2 separate regions of the Sus scrofa genome follow, and region 2 is linked to region 1. The links are chromatin contacts, called in public Hi-C maps. All regions are on one chromosome and are shown on one strand. Each heading gives the region's core, a stretch centred on a gene start, on an enhancer-like site or on the middle of the called end of the contact. The rest is flanking DNA. Distances are from core to core; before and after follow the strand shown.

Region 1 (7,798 bases), core at 3,500-5,999:
AAACAAAACAAAACACCAGATTTAAAAAAGAAAGAAAGAAAGAAAAAAGACTGCCTTCAGCATTTGTCTGTGAAGCCTTGACCATTAACTTGCTAAGAGTGAGAAGGGATTGGTAAATGTTCCCGCTGTGTAAATGCCGCTCCTCCAGAGCTTCAGCTGGCATCCTACTAAGGACTTTGTTGTTGTTGTTGTCTTTTGTCTTTTTTGGGGGGGTCTTTTGTCTTTTTGGGGCCATACCTGCAGCATATGGAGGTTCCCAGGCTAGGGGTCTAATCGGTGCTACAGCTGCCGGCCTACACCACAGCCACAGCCACTCGAGATCAGAGCTGCATCTGTAACCCACACCACAGGTCACGACAACACCGGATCCTTAACCCACTGAGCAAGGTCAGGGATCCAGCCCATGTCCTCATGGATTAGTTTCTGCTGAGCCATGATGGGAACCCCTGACTAAGGACCTTTAAGAGAAGATGCCAAGACCTATGATTTTTGCAGGCCCTTACTTACCAGACTCCCCCAGTTACAGACAGAAGCAAAGAAAACATTACTTCCCTTCCCTTTCAACATTGGCTTGGCTCAGCTGCCCCCATCGCCCCGGCTAGTTAGTAGAATAAAATCCACCATAATGTCCATAGATCGATCAGATGGACTCTTCATAATGCACAAGCACCTTATTTGCTATAGGAGTGGGTCTAACCTCAATCTGTCACTGGACTGTCCTGGGGAGAGTGTTATTCTGGAACTTTTTTTTGGGGGGGGTCTTTTGTCTTTTTGGGGCCATACCTGTGGCATGTGGAGGTTCCCAGGCTAGGGGTCGAATCAGAGCTACAGCTGCCAGCCTACACCACAGCTCACAGCAACTCGGGATCCTTAACCCACTGAGCAAGGCCAGAGACTGAAACTGCATCCTCATAGATGCTAGCCAGGTTTGATTCCACAGAGCCAAGAAGGGAACTCCACTTCCAGAATTTTTATAACTAATGCACAGTCCATGTTCATGGGGCTGCTCTCCAGCTACTGAGGAACTCTCATTTCATGTTTTCTTCACCTTTGTCTTTGGCAATTAACTTTTTTTTTTAAATAAACTTTTATTTATTTATTTATTTATTTATTTATTTATTTATTTTGGTCTTTGTGCCATTTCTTGGGCTGCTCCCGCGGCATATGGAGGTTCCCAGGCTAGGGGTCGAATCGGAGCTGTAGCCTCCAGCCTACGCCAGAGCCACAGCAACGTGGGATCCGAGCCGCGTCTGCAACCTACGCCACATCTCACGGCAACGCCAGATCCTTAACCGGCTGAGCAAGGCCAGGGATTGAACCCGCAACCTCATGGTTCCTAGTCAGATTCATTAACCACTGTGCCACGACGGGAACTCCATAAACTTTTAATTTTTGAATGGTCTCAGAATTACAGAAAAAGGGAAGACTGTAAAAACAGTTTCCCCAAACCCTCCACTCGTGTTTCCTGTTATTAATGTCGCATATCATTGCAGCGCCTTTTGGCAATTGACTTTTTAAGTCTCAATCTGGTGGAAAACATTCATTGTTTAAAACTGACTACTTTGACCTCCCTTTGTGGCCTTCGAAGAATGCTTCTACTGGAAGTTGTTGGGAAAGGTGACTAGGAAAGACTACTGGACACCACCAGGAATGTGAGGAAAGGTTAAGCCAGTCTTCCTGATTTTAGGGAACAAGAAATTTGAATTATCCCAAGCAGGAGAGAGACAATGGGGATCCCCCAGTCTTTTTTTGTTTTTTGTTTTTCCTTCTTCTTCTCTTTATGATTGCACCTGTGGCATATGGAAGTTCCCAGCTAGCAGTCAGATCAGAGCTGCAGCTGCTGGCCTATGGCACAGCCACAGCCACACCAGATCCAAGTCGCATCTGAAACCTATGCATAGCTTGCAGCAACACCAGATCCTTAACCCAGAGAGCAAGGCCAAGGATTGAACCCGCATCCTCATGGAGATATTAGGTCCTTAACCCACGGAACTCCTCCCCAGTCTGGATTTATAACCATTCCAGATTTTACTCTGATGAAGTGTTTCTTTTGTTTCTCATGTTTCTCCTTAACTCCCTTCCCCTGTTTTCTCCCAGTGGGTCTTAGAAGAGCTGCGGAGCCCAGAGTACGCCCTACTCTCCGTTCATGTAAGGATGGTTAAAGCCACCACAGCTAAATCACGCAAATAGTTATTTTAGGGATTTGTCGTTGCTTATAAATTGCTTTACAATTGTTGTAGCCGTTTTAGGGGAAACTTGAAGGTAAATTTTGATCACTCCAGGCTCAGGGACCCATATCCCTTAACACATGAGGGCAGCCCCCAAATAGAGACACTGGGCGTAAAATCAAGACAAAATCAAGAAGGAAGCAGGTTCATAGGTGATTTTTGCCAAGTCATATGCTACAGCGGGAGTTTTCATGGGTTCTGAGAACCTTCTGAAATGGCAGGCAACGCTGTACTCACATATAATTTTTTTCTGGGACAGAGGATTCATATCGTTCATCAGATCTGTAGACAAAAGAAAGGAAGAAACACTTCCCTGGAGGGGATCTCAGGCCTGATATAAGTTCATGTTCCAACATGAATTTTCCAAAACAAAAGCATTCTCAGCTCCCCAAGACGTTAAACTGAGACATGTCCAACAAAAACACACAGCTTTGGAAACGTATAATTTTTTTAGTTCATAGAAAAAGTCTGATTGCTCATGGAAATATGTAAATGGCCTTCAATGTATTAAATATGCCAGGGAAATGATTCTAAGTGCAAAACGTTCCTTAGTATTTTCTAAGCAGCATCAACACCGTCCTCATTTGGGTTTCTGCTGGCTTTGGAATCCTAGCAAGACTCGGTTGAAGTGAAAAATAAAAGGTCTTAGAAGGATTTCCAAAGCACATTAGGTTGTATATTTTGAGAGCATTTCTGAAGTCAGAGTGGTGAACTGGGAGAAGCGAGCCAGGAGATCACACCCCGGCTTTGAATCCCAATTCCGCCTCCTTTTATTTGTAGAATGACACAAGGTGGTTTAGCCTTTTTGAGATTCCCTGTCCTCTTCTGAAAATGAGGTGGTTGCACTAAATGCTCTCTTAGGGACCCTTTTAGTTCTTACAGTCTAGGATTCAGGGACCTGAGATTGGGAAAGGTAGCCTAAACCCTAGAATGGGGACCTGGTGCCAACCACACTGCCTGGCTCATGTTAGACACAAACGACAAATATGAAATTCACTAATGCATGGCTCTGTGGCTTTTCATCTGCGTGACTCTAAGCAAATCTATTTTCTTTTTTTTCAGTTCGGGTATAATTGATTTACAATGTTGTATTAATTTCTGCTGCACAGTAAAGTGATTCGTTTATGCAAATGGGTGTTTTTTTGTTTTGTTTTGTTTTGTTTTTTTGTCTTTTTGCCTTTTCTAGGGCCACTCCCGCAGCATATGGAGGTTCCTGGGCTAGGGGTCTAATTGGGGCTGTAGCTGCCGGCCTACACCACAGCCACAGCAATGCGAGATCTGAGCCGTGTCTGCGACATCTTCTGTGTCCATTCATCTGTCGATGGACATTTAGGTTTTTTCCATGTCTTGTCTATTGTGAATAGTGCTGCTATGAACATAGGGGTGCATGTATTTCTTTGAGTTATAGTTTCGTCTGGATATCTGCCCAGGAGTGGGATTGCTGAATCATACGGTAATTCTGTTTTTAGTTTTCTGAGGAATCTTCGTACTGTTTTCCACAGTGGCTGCACCAGCTTACATTCCCACCAAATGTGTAGGAGGGTTCCCTTTTCTCCACACCCTTTCCAGCATTTGTTGTTTAAACAAATCTATTTTCCTTAGTCTTTGTTACCACCTCTATAAAATGAAAATAGTAATTCTTTATATACTCTGCCTAAATCTCTAAGCTGTTTAGAACAGACGTGTTCCCAAAATGTGTTCTGTAGTATGTAAGTTATGGGGAATTTTAATGGGTACTGTGAAGGAAGAAAGGAAGTACTAAGTTTAACCAAGTTAAGCAGATATCTTTACTGCAGACCTGGTGCCTTTCTTATTGCACTGGTGGCGCTCCCAAAGGGAGGCTGTGTTGGCTATGTTGCCCTAACTTATTTTGATCGTGGAGCCCGCTTTTCGTGGAGCCCGCTTTTCATGCAGCCCTACAGGCGCTAAGTGTCTACCTGTTTGGGCATTAAAGATATATTTTAAAGGATTACATTTATAAAAGCCATCAATGGCTTGTAATTATTATATATTTCCCCAATTTCATTCTCTGTCCCACCCATACCAAGAATTTATAGTTTGTTTTTCATAGTTTGTTTGTATCTTCTTGCCAGGATTCCGGCAAATTCCTGCAACTTGCAGTCACATTCCTTTCTTGTTAGTCCATTCACCTGCTTCAAGTTTCAAGATGGTCACCTGAGAGCTCATTGCATGTTCTGGTCCTGGTTTCCACAGCCCTTTATACTTCCCAGATAGATCCAATTTGTTGTTTAATTTTTGGCCACAGTGAACAATGACATCCTCACCAGGACATCAGAGATTTTTGAGTGACTGGTATGTGCCAGACACAATAATGGGCCCAGGGGTACAGGGACCACTAAGCCAGGTTAACTTCCATGGAAGGCTAATGACCTGCTGGGGCCTGTGGAACAAGATCAGTGCCCAAACAGAGAATCAATGCCACAGAGAAAAATGCTACAGGTGCTGAAAGAAGGTGTATGTAATTCAGCATAACGAGGGCACAGGGAGCTAGGCAGAGGATTTGGCAAAGGGCTTGCTCTGGACAGGTACCTTGTGCAATGTGAGAGGGTTAGGTCAGATGAAGATAAGAGTTTGGGCCCCTGAATTTGAGGTCTATTCCATGGCTACTTTTGGCAAGGAGATCTGAAGGCCTCTGGCCTGAAAGGTGGTTCAGATGCAGGTTGTCCTAAGAGGATTTGGTTATTTTAAAGACAGTGGGAAGCTTATTGGGCTGGAAAGCATCATGATCAGATCTAAGGCCTGGAGAGTCTCTTGTCCTCACTAAGTCATCCCTCCCTGGATTGGTTTCACGTATGCTTCTCCTTTCTTTCAGCTGCATATATGTCTTTATAAATCTCCATTTCACTTGTTTCTGGCTGCTTGTCTAACTTGTTATTTCGATACCACTTCTTTATCCAGCCCCCCAGGGAGCCAGCCCAGAATTGCAGGCACCTAACTTACTAGAAACCATCATCAATAAAAGCTTCTTTATTCCAGAGAGTTCCCTGGGGGCACATCGGGTTAAGAATCCGATATTGTCAGCTCAGGTCTCTGCTGTGGCATGGGTTCGATCCTTGGCCTGGGAATTTCTGAGTGCTGCAGTACTGCCAAAAAAAGTTTCTTTATTCTGCTCGAGTGATGTAATACACCAATTTTGCTTTCCCTTCCTAGTCCCATAAATTATGTTTGCATTTTAAAAGTCCAAATGTAATTGCTTTAGTGTTTGCAAATGTCTGGGTTTGGGTTAGACTTATCTTCACTAAAAATGTTCATTGCGTGGTTTGTCACTTGGACACTTTTCATTAATACTGATTGTAATATTTGAGAGCTTTGAATCCTTAAGAAATTTTTTTTTCTGATTGAAAATCAGGAAGAAAATCAATTCTTTTTTCTCCTAAATAGGACCCGCTTAGCAGGGAGATGCAAGGCAGGCATGCCGCTCCCATCACCTGCCAGTTTCTCTGAGCAGGGCACAGAGTTCCAATAAGCACCGCAGCAGACAAACACCCAGAATCATTTTGTTTCTGAGCACAAGCGGTTTTCAGATTAAACCCATGACTAAAGCTACATGGGGCCATTAAGTCACACAATTCCAAGGTTTAAGTACTCTTTTTGTAGAGAAAACCTAAAACTGTACCTAGGCTAAACATAATTACAAGCCCACCTAAAGCCTGGTGAATCAACATCAAAGTGGCCACATCGTGTGTGTACGATAGGTCACTTTGCTGTACAGCAGAAATTGGCACATTATAAATCAACTACACTTTAATAAAAATAATAAATTAAAAAAAGTGGCCACATCTCTGATGAGTTAATTCCTGGACCAAGATTAAGTTTTTAAATTTATTTATTTATTTATTTAGTCTTCCGTCTTTTTAGGGCCGCAGCATATGAAGGTTCCCAGGCCAGGGGTCTAATCAGAGCTGTAGCCACCGGCCTACACCAGAGCCACAGCAACACCAGATCTGAGCTGCATCTGCAACCTACACCACAGCTCACGGCAACACCGGATCCTTAACCCACTGAGCAAGGCCAGGGATAGAGTCCATAACCCTACGGTCCCTAGTCGGATTCGTTTCCGCTGCGCCACGACGGGAACTCCTTTTAAATTTATTTTTAATTTTTAATTTTTGTTTTTTTGCCACACCCACAGCATATGGAAGTTTCCAGGCTAGGGATCAAACCCACACCTCAGCAGCGACCTGAGCCACTGCAGAGACAATGCCGGATCCTTAACCTACTGCGCCACATTGGGAACTCCTGGATTATGATTTTAAGCAGTGCATTTTCCTTTGCCTCTGTCTTACAAGCAGAGGAGAATCTTTGGGCTCATTCTGTGAATTCATGTAGATAAATGTAATCAGATGTGTCTTGGCATGAGGGAGCTAACGGGTAAACTAGATTCTGGAGTTCTGGTCAATTATTACCTGACTGCATGATCAGGTCATGTTGTTGTTGGTCTGAAGGGAACACTCATGACTTTGTCCTTTTTGTCCAGCCCTCTTTTTTTTTTTTTGGCCACCCCCATGGCTTGTGGAAGTTCCCGGGCCAGGGATCAAACCTGTGCCACAACAGTAACAACACCAGGTCCTTAATGCACTGAGCCACCAGGGAACTCCATGTCCAGCTTTCTCCTCCATCTCAAGGTCATTTGAACTCTATGGGACAGCTCCATCTATATAGACTCCATTGGGCATTGGGTCGCACTGGGACCAGAATTCTTCCTCTACCCTATGCTTCCGGGAGATGGGGATGGGAGCATTACTGCATCTGTAGTAGCAAAGACTCTCCTCAGAAGGTCCCTTGCTGAGCTGGGTAGAGTTGGAAAGGAAAGGGAGAAAAGAAGGGGATCTGACAGAGTTTGGAATCTGAGGCAGGAACCTGAGGTAGGAAATTGCAGGTTAGCCAAAAGAGTCTTTTTTTTTTTTTTTTTTGTCTTTTGTTGTTGTTGTTACTATTTCTTGGGCCGCTCCCGCGGCATATGGAGGTTCCCAGGCTAGGGGCTGAATCGGAGCTGTAGCCACCGGCCTACGCCAGAGCCACAGCAACTCGGGATCCGAGCCGCGTCTGCAACCTACACCACAGCTCACGGCAACGCCGGATCGTTAACCCACTGAGCAAGGGCAGGGACCGAACCCGCAACCTCATGGTTCCTAGTCGGATTCGTTAACCACTGCGCCACGACGGGAACTCCCAAAAGAGTCATTTTTAAGTTAACTCAAAAGCATTTTGTTGAATTGTATTTCTCCCTTGGATAACACTTGGAGCTGGGTTTCCAGCTGGCTCAAAAGAGCTAAATTCTTGAAATGTTGAAGGTAAGTCAAAATGCTGGTCGAATTTTTTTTTTTTCTGTGTTGCATAGGTAAATCTAAGTTTTTCCCTCTCTCTGATTTGTTTTAATGTGTATCTCTTTGCTAGCCCTGTTTTATTGGGAAGCATTTATTTATAAGGAATTAATAAACTATTCTTATTAAAGAAAAACTGGCAGGAGTTCCCATTGCGGCTCAGTTAAGAACCTGACTAGCATCCATGAGGATGCGGTTCCATCCCTGGCCTTGCTCAGTGGGTTA
Region 2 (7,798 bases), core at 1,467-3,966, 100 kb before region 1:
TGGGAACCTCTATATGCAAAGGGCGTGGCCCTAAAAAGACAAAAAAAAAAAAAAGACTGAAATACAAATAAAAAATATTAACTTAGATTACGAGCTCTGAGTTATTTCACGGGCTTTATGATGTTAGCCACGGCCCATCGGTTTTACCACTTCCTACCTTTCATCCTCAGTATATTGCAACTCCGTCCTCAGGGTGGGTCTCCCACTTTTTGTGGCTGCTGCAGCTCCAGGTTGCATTTCCAGAAGATGAGGAAGAAATCTGATCATTTGCATGGTTTTAAGGATGAGGAAACTTCCCCAGAGCCCTTCAGAAACTATCGTCTCCTCAGAGCCCAGTGGCCATGGTCCCTCCACCTGCCCGTGTCTGAACCAGTCACCAGGCAGGGAGGGGGTTAGAGCTCTGCTGTTGCCTCAAGCCCTAAGGATTTACTGCCTGGGCCAACCACCCAGGAAGTACTTGGATGCTTGGTGATATGGAAATATAAAGAGCTATTATAAAATTAATTAATTAATTTATTTATTTATTTTTGCTTTTTAGGGCCTCATGCACGGCATGTGGAGGTTCCCAGGCTCGGAATCAAATCAGAGCTACAGCTGCCAGCCTATACCACACCCTATACCACAGTTCCTGGCAACACCGGATCCTTAACCCACTGAGCGAGGCCAGGGATCGAATCCCCAACCTCATGGTTCCTAGTTGGATTCGTTTGCACTGCGCCACGATGGGAACACCTCTTTATTTATTTTTTAAAGATATTTCCTTCTATCTCATTATTAATATTGTGTGTGCTTAGAATATTATTTGATTTTTTTCTCATGTCTTTTGGCTCCTGTCTGTCAGTCTAACTTTGACATAGCCATGAGACCACTTTTGCTATCCACTGAGATGAATGCATGCGTTATGTATCTTGAGACACTGTTGGTGCCTTTTTTTTTTTTTTTGGTCTTTTTAGGGCCACACCTGTGGCATATGGAAGTTCCCAGGCTGGCGGTCCAGTGGGAGCTGTAGCTGCCAGCCTACACCACAGCCACAGCAACAAGGGATCTGAGCTGCATTTGCGACCTGTGCTGCAGCTCATGGCAACATGGGATCCTTAACGCACTGAGTAAGGCCAGAGATGGAGCCCGCATCCTCATGGATTCTGGTCGGGTTCGTCACCACTGAGCCACAACAGGAACTCCAGTTATAAAATTAAAAAAGCAAGGAACAGACAGCTTTAACTTAAAAAATGAGTGGTTTTTGTGTGTGCACTTATGGTGCTGGTGATATGTAGATGCACACAAACTTATGTGACAGTCTGATGTTAGTTCTGAGTAGGAACTTATTTTCCCAGAATTGACAGCTTAAGGCCCAGAGCTGAAAACAAAGAGTGTTAAGAATCCCCTTGTGGGAGTTCCCGTCGTGGCGCAGTGGTTAACGAATCTGACTAGGAACCATGAGGCTGCGGGTTCGGTCCCTGCCCTTGCTCAGTGGGTTGACGATCCGGCGTTGCCGTGAGCTGTGGTGTAGGTTACAGACGTGGCTCGGATCCTGCGTTGCTGTGGCTCTGGCGTAGGCCGGTGGCTGCAGCTCCGATTTGACCCCTAGCCTGGGAACCTCCATATGCCGCGGGAGCGGCCCAAAGAAATAGCAAAAAGACAAAAAAAAAAAAAAAAAAATCCCCTTGTTAAGTTTGCTGGAGCAGCCTCTTCCTCGAAGGCCTCTTTTTTTTTTTTTTTTTTTTTTTTTGTCTTTTTGTCATTTCTAGGGCCGTATGCATGGCATATGGAGGTTCCCAGGCTAGGGGTCTAATCCGAGCTGTAGCTGCTGGCCTACACCACAGCCACAGCAACGCCGGATCCTTAACCCACTGAACAAGGCCAGGGATCGAACCAGCAACCTCATGGTTCCTAGCCGGATTTGTTAACCACTGAGCCACGATGGGAACTCCTCGAAGGCCTCTTAGAAGCACAGTTCCACGGACCAAACAGTAACCCCCTCCAACACCCCATCCTGGCATCACTGGTGGAGAGAGGGTGGAGATATCTCCCTCTGAAGCCAAGAGAAGAAAGAAGCACTGGGGGAACTTAGAGGGTCTGCAGGAAAGGAGGCTGACAGCGGTTCCCCAAGTGGACAAATGCTCTACTTAACCTCTACTTGTCCTACAAAGTCAAAGGAAAGCATTGGAGAGAGTAGCAAGATGTCCTGGTCAGGTCAAAGAAGGGGCCAGGACTGTCCTCACTTAGCTGCTGCTGCTTAGACAATAGAGGAGGTGAAACTGACCTGTCCTCTGAGCTCCCCCTGGGCCTTGGAGGGTGGATAGATGGAGGGCAACAGGTGTGGGGCTCACCGTAGCAGGATGCAGGGGGGACTATGTTGCAGAGTCAGCTAGAGGATGGACTCTCTCAGGGGACAGATGACACCTGGGGGATCTGAGTGCCAGCGAGTTTGCTCCCATCCAGGAGAGGGCTGTCAGATTGCCAAGGTAGCTACTTGGAATGAGTTTTCCTTTTCCTTTCCCGTCCTTTCTAGAAAAGGGGAGGTTCCTCCTCCACCAGTAATTTCCTGGAATCAGTGTCGATCTTCTCTTAAACAGTCACTTATCTGGTCATTGCCTCTTTACCCTCACTTTAAAAAAAAAAAAAAGTCATCGTCCCCTCTGCTGTTGACCACAGCACTCCTAGCAGACACTGCTGCGATCACAGAGCTGGCTGAGTGGCACATTTCCTGAGTCCACATACATGGGCAAATTTGCTGACACGTGGCTGAAATGGAGGACTTTGGAGCCCCAAGACTGCATTGCTAGGGTTTCGTTGTCCCTTGCGTCATTCAGCAAGCCTAGTTCATCAGTCATGTTAATGGAGATTTGAGCTTTCTCTTTGTTTTCTTTAAGAGACTTTAGAAAGGTTTTTTTTTTTAAGTATTTTTCTTAGCAAAACCCATGAAAAATTTCCACGTCGTTATTCAGAACATGAATGACAGTGTCACTTTGCAGGCTGTATATTAAAGACTCACTTCCTCTTCTAGTCGCTTTTCTGTTACCTGAAGAACAACTGTAGTAGGTGATGACTGGAAAAGTGTGGTTAGAGAAAATTTCTAATGTTTGAAAAACATCGTGGTTATTTTTGTATCTGCTTTATCAATCACTAAATGTTTTTCTTTTCTTCTTTTCCAGATCTCAGAGTAAAAGGATGGTTTCTTCTGGACAATTACATCCCTACTTTGGTCTGCTCCATCCTATACTTGCTAATTGTGTGGCTGGGACCAAAATATATGAAGAATAGGCAGCCATTCTCTTGCCGGGGGATTTTGGTTGTGTATAACCTTGGACTCACACTGCTTTCTCTCTATATGTTCTATGAGGTAGGTGAGGGGCAGCCCGGTCTCGTCTCACTTAAATGGACATGCCGCCATCCTGAATTGTGTCTCTAAGTGCATGCGGGGAGAGAACAGGGAGGGCAGGTACAGTAATGCGTTGCGAGGATGTTCTAGAATCGATTTTTCAAAATGCCAGAGTTATTTGTACAAATACGCCTCCTGGAATATCTAACATAGCAGGCTTTGCTATTGATTCTTTTGTTATTTATGTTTTGTATTACACTTAGAATTAAAATAAGTATTTCAGAAATACTCTCTTGCAAGCAAAATACAGAGTGGAAAATGAACAGAACATGAAAAACACATCTGTGAGCATCGTATTACTAAGCATTTAATAAATGCCTGTTTTCTGTTTGGAGGTAGAGAGAGAAAGTGGGCAGGGCTTGCATTTGCTGTGTTTGTGATAAATCAGCGTCTCTGTCCTGATCTTGTCACTGTAAACAGCTTGAAGATTTGACAGGTTATTTTTTTAAAGCTTAGAAGAGTAGATAGTGAGGTCTGCTTTAAGGGTTTGAATGGCCTGCGTAAGAGGCCAGATTATTTTTTTTGTCTATATAATAGGGATGTTGAAAAGCAAATTTGATGATCTCCACGGCTTAAGTAAGAGTGAAAGACACGTTGGAATCAACACATAGGTCTCACCTGTTTTGATAGTCTAGTCATTTAGCCTTTAAAGTTAGAAGGGAAGGAAAGCTCCATCTGTGCTAAGTACAGTTTGTGTACGTTTTAGGGGCAAAACTACTCCCTTCAGGTTATAACACAAAACTGCAGCCGAATCTCTGGGGTGGAGAATTAAGCCTTATGTAAAACAAACACTTTTTAGTGCTCCTTTTTAACCTTCCATGTGGCTTTAATTCTCCAAGGAGTACTGAAAAAGAGGGGAGAAGTCAGTACAGATCTTAGAGTGAATTCCTCCTTGGCCTCTGGCTGTGCAGGGATCCCTGTGTGTGTGTGTGTGATGGTGTGATGCAGGAGCAGCGGGAGGCACTGTGTCTGACTGTCATAGGCGCTGTGGTGGGGGAGGGGGGGCGGGGGGGGGCAGATCTGGGTCTGGTTCCCCCATGTGTATTTTCCTAAACCAAGGTAAAGATTTATGACAGGGTGCTAAATGCTCCCATCACTGCTTTTGTGCTTGACATTCTGTGAAATGCTTACAACGCCTTTTTTGCTTCTTTTCTGTCCTATTCCAGAGCGAAGGCAGTTTAATTAGCCTCCGAGGTGGAGTTTACAGGCCCAGAGGCGGGGGCCGCACAGGAGTGGGCCCCTCGCTGTGCTCATTTCCAGGGACAAAACTGCAGCAAGCCATCAGGTGTCACAGAGAACCATCTGCTTTCTTGTAATTGATAGATGATAGAGCTGTTTCCTTAGGAAGGATGTAGAGTTTATTATTACACATGGCAATATTCTAGAGAAAAAGCATTTATGACGATTATACCTTGTAGAACTTAAGTAGATGCTTTATATGTTTCCCAAACCCTAGAAGTACAATGACAACTTCATCATAATTCACCTCTTAAACAGGTCCCTCTCTGGTAAAGAAGGGGGAAAAAGTGCTGCAGAGGTTGCTTATCTGCATGTGAGCGAATTTGGGGGATTCTGAGAGCATTGCCAGAGGAGGCACAGGTTTTCCTCTGACAGTTTGGTGAGACAGTGTCTCAGCCCTGACTATAGAGACTAAGGAAGTATAGAGAGGGAAATAGCATTTCAAACTAACAATTTAGAGTACTTAGAAAAGTTACAGATAAGGAGGTAATATTCCTTAAATCAAGTTTATAAAAATAGACCCAGATCCCATATTCCACAGTGGAAAATAAACCCTGGTACCCACATTAGATAGTTTTTACATTTTGTTTTGTCTGACTTTTTTTTTCCCCCGTACTTACATAAACCAAGAGTTGGAGCCATTGCCCTGTGGTTATACTCTGGGTGTGGTCACAACGATTAGTCTTTATTTACCCTCCTGCTTATCTTGCATATTCAGATCTGTAAAGAATCTTAAAAATAAATATGTAGCCATTGATATCTTTGTTTCTTTAATCCTGTGGTATGAATTCACAGCTGCCTTGGCAAAAGTTCAGGCTAATACAAATAAAATGAACTGTCACTTAAAGGAGACAAGGAGAAATCTTGAAAGAGGGAGATAAAAAGGAAATGAGAGGGGAATCCCTGAAGCTTTAAAATAACCAGAAGAAGGAAATAACTAAAGGACTGTTTTGAAACTGTGAAACTGAGTTTAAGATGTAGGAAGAACGTAGACTTGTTCATAGCTTATACATTTGGTAGAAAGAAAATTGGAAGGAGAGACGTGGTCTTCCTTGTAATCACCTCATCAACGGTGGTGTTTATTCCAGGAACAAGGTCATAGATCCCTGATGAGAAGTGTGTTTGGTGTCTTTCAGATTGGGAGTCAAGGACTGCACAGCAAGCCTTTGAGCTTTCTCTTATTAAATTAGGTGTTGTCTAAGATCACAGTCGGTGAGGGAGGCTCAGCAGTAAAAACATCAAGTTATAGAAGAGAAACCACTTAGTTTGCATGAGTAACTCAGCTTTGTAAAACTGTGGCCTCATAGCAGATATAAAAATCTTTCGTGCCTTTCTACCCATAAGTCCAGGGCATATTTCAGACAGGATCGGGCGTGTTCAGGGTGGTATGACTGTAGACCATAGACCAGAGCGTCTTTCATCTGAATGGAAGCCCCACTGTTCTTTCTGCATGTCTTTCCCCTTGTCCCCAAGATTGAGAACCCCCATTTTCCCACTTACCAGCTTGTGGCTTTTTCCTCGTTGTGTAGAGTGTGCCCAGGCTGGACTCCAGTTTACTTGCTCAGGTCCACCCAGTAATGTAATATAGTTTGCATCTGCTAATCCCAAACTCCCAACCATCCCTCCTCTCCTCTGCCTTGACAGCCACAAGTCTGTTCTCTATGTCTGTGAGTCTGTTTCTGTTTCACGGATAAATTCATTTATGGAATGGCTGAATCTTGATACTCTTTTGTCTTTTAGTGGAGAAATTTTAATCCATTTTTATTCAGCATAATAATTCTTATTTTGGAATAATTTCTATCACCTTTGTGTGTGTGTGTATAAGTTTTCTTTGCTGTTTTTCTTTGTTTCCTATTTTCTGTTGGATAGACAGATAGAGATATAACTCCACTGATTGAAAAGTCATTTATTCTAATTATGTTATTCAGTAGTTTCCTGTAAGTTTTTCACACTCCCTGTTGACTTAAATGAAGTCTAAAGTGAACTACTGTTTCTACTCCTGAATAACACAAGGATCGTAGAAGATTTGGACTTAGAGTCCCCCATCTTCCGTGTTATTGGCAGGTGTGTTTAGTTCCACCTTTTTTCTGAGGTCAACAATCATCATTATTACAGCCCATGCTTACTTATTTTCTTTGTTCAGTTCGTCTGTGAAATCCTCTTTCCTTTGAGGTTCATGTTTCTTCTGAAGTGATTCCTTTTCGGTGAAGGGTGAACTCAGTCCCTGTTTGAGCATCATTTTATTTGTCTTTATGTGTTGGCTGTGTTTTAGCAGGGCATGGGATTAGATCAGCAGTTATTTCCCATCACTTTGCAGATTTATTCCAGAGAAGCCTGCTGCAGTCCCATTTTGTAGGTAATCTTATTCTTCCAGGTAGCTCTAAAATTGTTTTAAAAGTGTGTACAAGGAGTTCCTGTCGTGGTGCAGCGGCAGCGAATCCGACCAGGAACCATGAGGTTGCAGGTTCGATCCCTGGCCTCGCTCAGTGGGTTGGGGATCCGGCGTTGCCGTGAGCTATGGTGTGTGTGGCAGAGGCGGCTCAGATCTGGCGTTGCTGTGGCTGTAGCATGGGCCGGCAGCTGCAGTTCTGATTGGATCCCTAGCCTAGGAACCTCCATATGCCGTGGATGCAGCCCTATAAAGCAAAAAAAAAAAAAAAAGGGTGTGCCAGGTAGTCATCTGCTTTTATTTAGTTTCATTCAAGACGGCCAAGCTGAGAATGTATATGTTTCACTGATTTGGGAAAGTCCTCAGGAATCAACTCCTCTTCCTCCTCCATCAGCTCTGTCTAGAGTTTCTGTTAGGTGTGTGTTGGACACTCTCATCCTCTACCTCTCTCACCTTCTTTCATATTTTTTGCACTTTTATCTTCTGCATTCCTCTAATTCACTCATACTTTCAACTGTGTCTAATCTGTGGTTGTATCCAGTTTTAGTTACTGTACATCTCTTATCTCTGAAAGTTCACTGCTTTTTCCTTCTTTCACTCCATAACATGGAAATATTAGAGTTTTTTAACTCCATAGTTAGATATGACCGTGATCTCAAACTTAACTTTGCTATGTTGCTTTTTAAAATATTCTTTAAAACGTTTTCTTTCAGGGCAATGGGGCCCTACTACTGTACAGGACAGGGAATTGTGTGTGATTGGGTCACTTTGCTGTTCAACAGAAATTG

What was found. Hi-C and Micro-C count contacts between places; a contact is called where the count stands out from the background.
Region 2: a contact with region 1 is called in a Hi-C map of liver, with 2.8 times the contacts expected there. The contact joins two enhancer-like sites. A contact is called at or near these places in 1 of 5 promoter capture datasets (liver) and 2 of 47 Hi-C or Micro-C datasets (both in liver).

Annotation. Positions count from the first base shown.
Region 1 is chr7:46,779,777-46,787,574 of Sscrofa11.1, reverse strand. The region is part of intron 2 of GCM1 (chorion-specific transcription factor GCMa); the gene reads left to right. Among named protein-coding and RNA genes, the nearest start is that of GCM1, 15 kb to the left of the region's middle. Within about 2 kb of position 4,749, at least 1 of the 83 cell types and tissues checked has an H3K27ac peak or open chromatin away from gene starts, as enhancers often do. A contact at or near this core is called in liver, where this site is marked.
Region 2 is chr7:46,878,064-46,885,861 of Sscrofa11.1, reverse strand. It overlaps ELOVL5 (elongation of very long chain fatty acids protein 5), which reads left to right. Exons shown (of 8, transcript XM_021098831.1): 3 at 3,156-3,343. Among named protein-coding and RNA genes, the nearest start is that of ELOVL5, 51 kb to the left of the region's middle. Within about 2 kb of position 2,716, at least 4 of the 83 cell types and tissues checked have an H3K27ac peak or open chromatin away from gene starts, as enhancers often do. A contact at or near this core is called in liver, where this site is marked.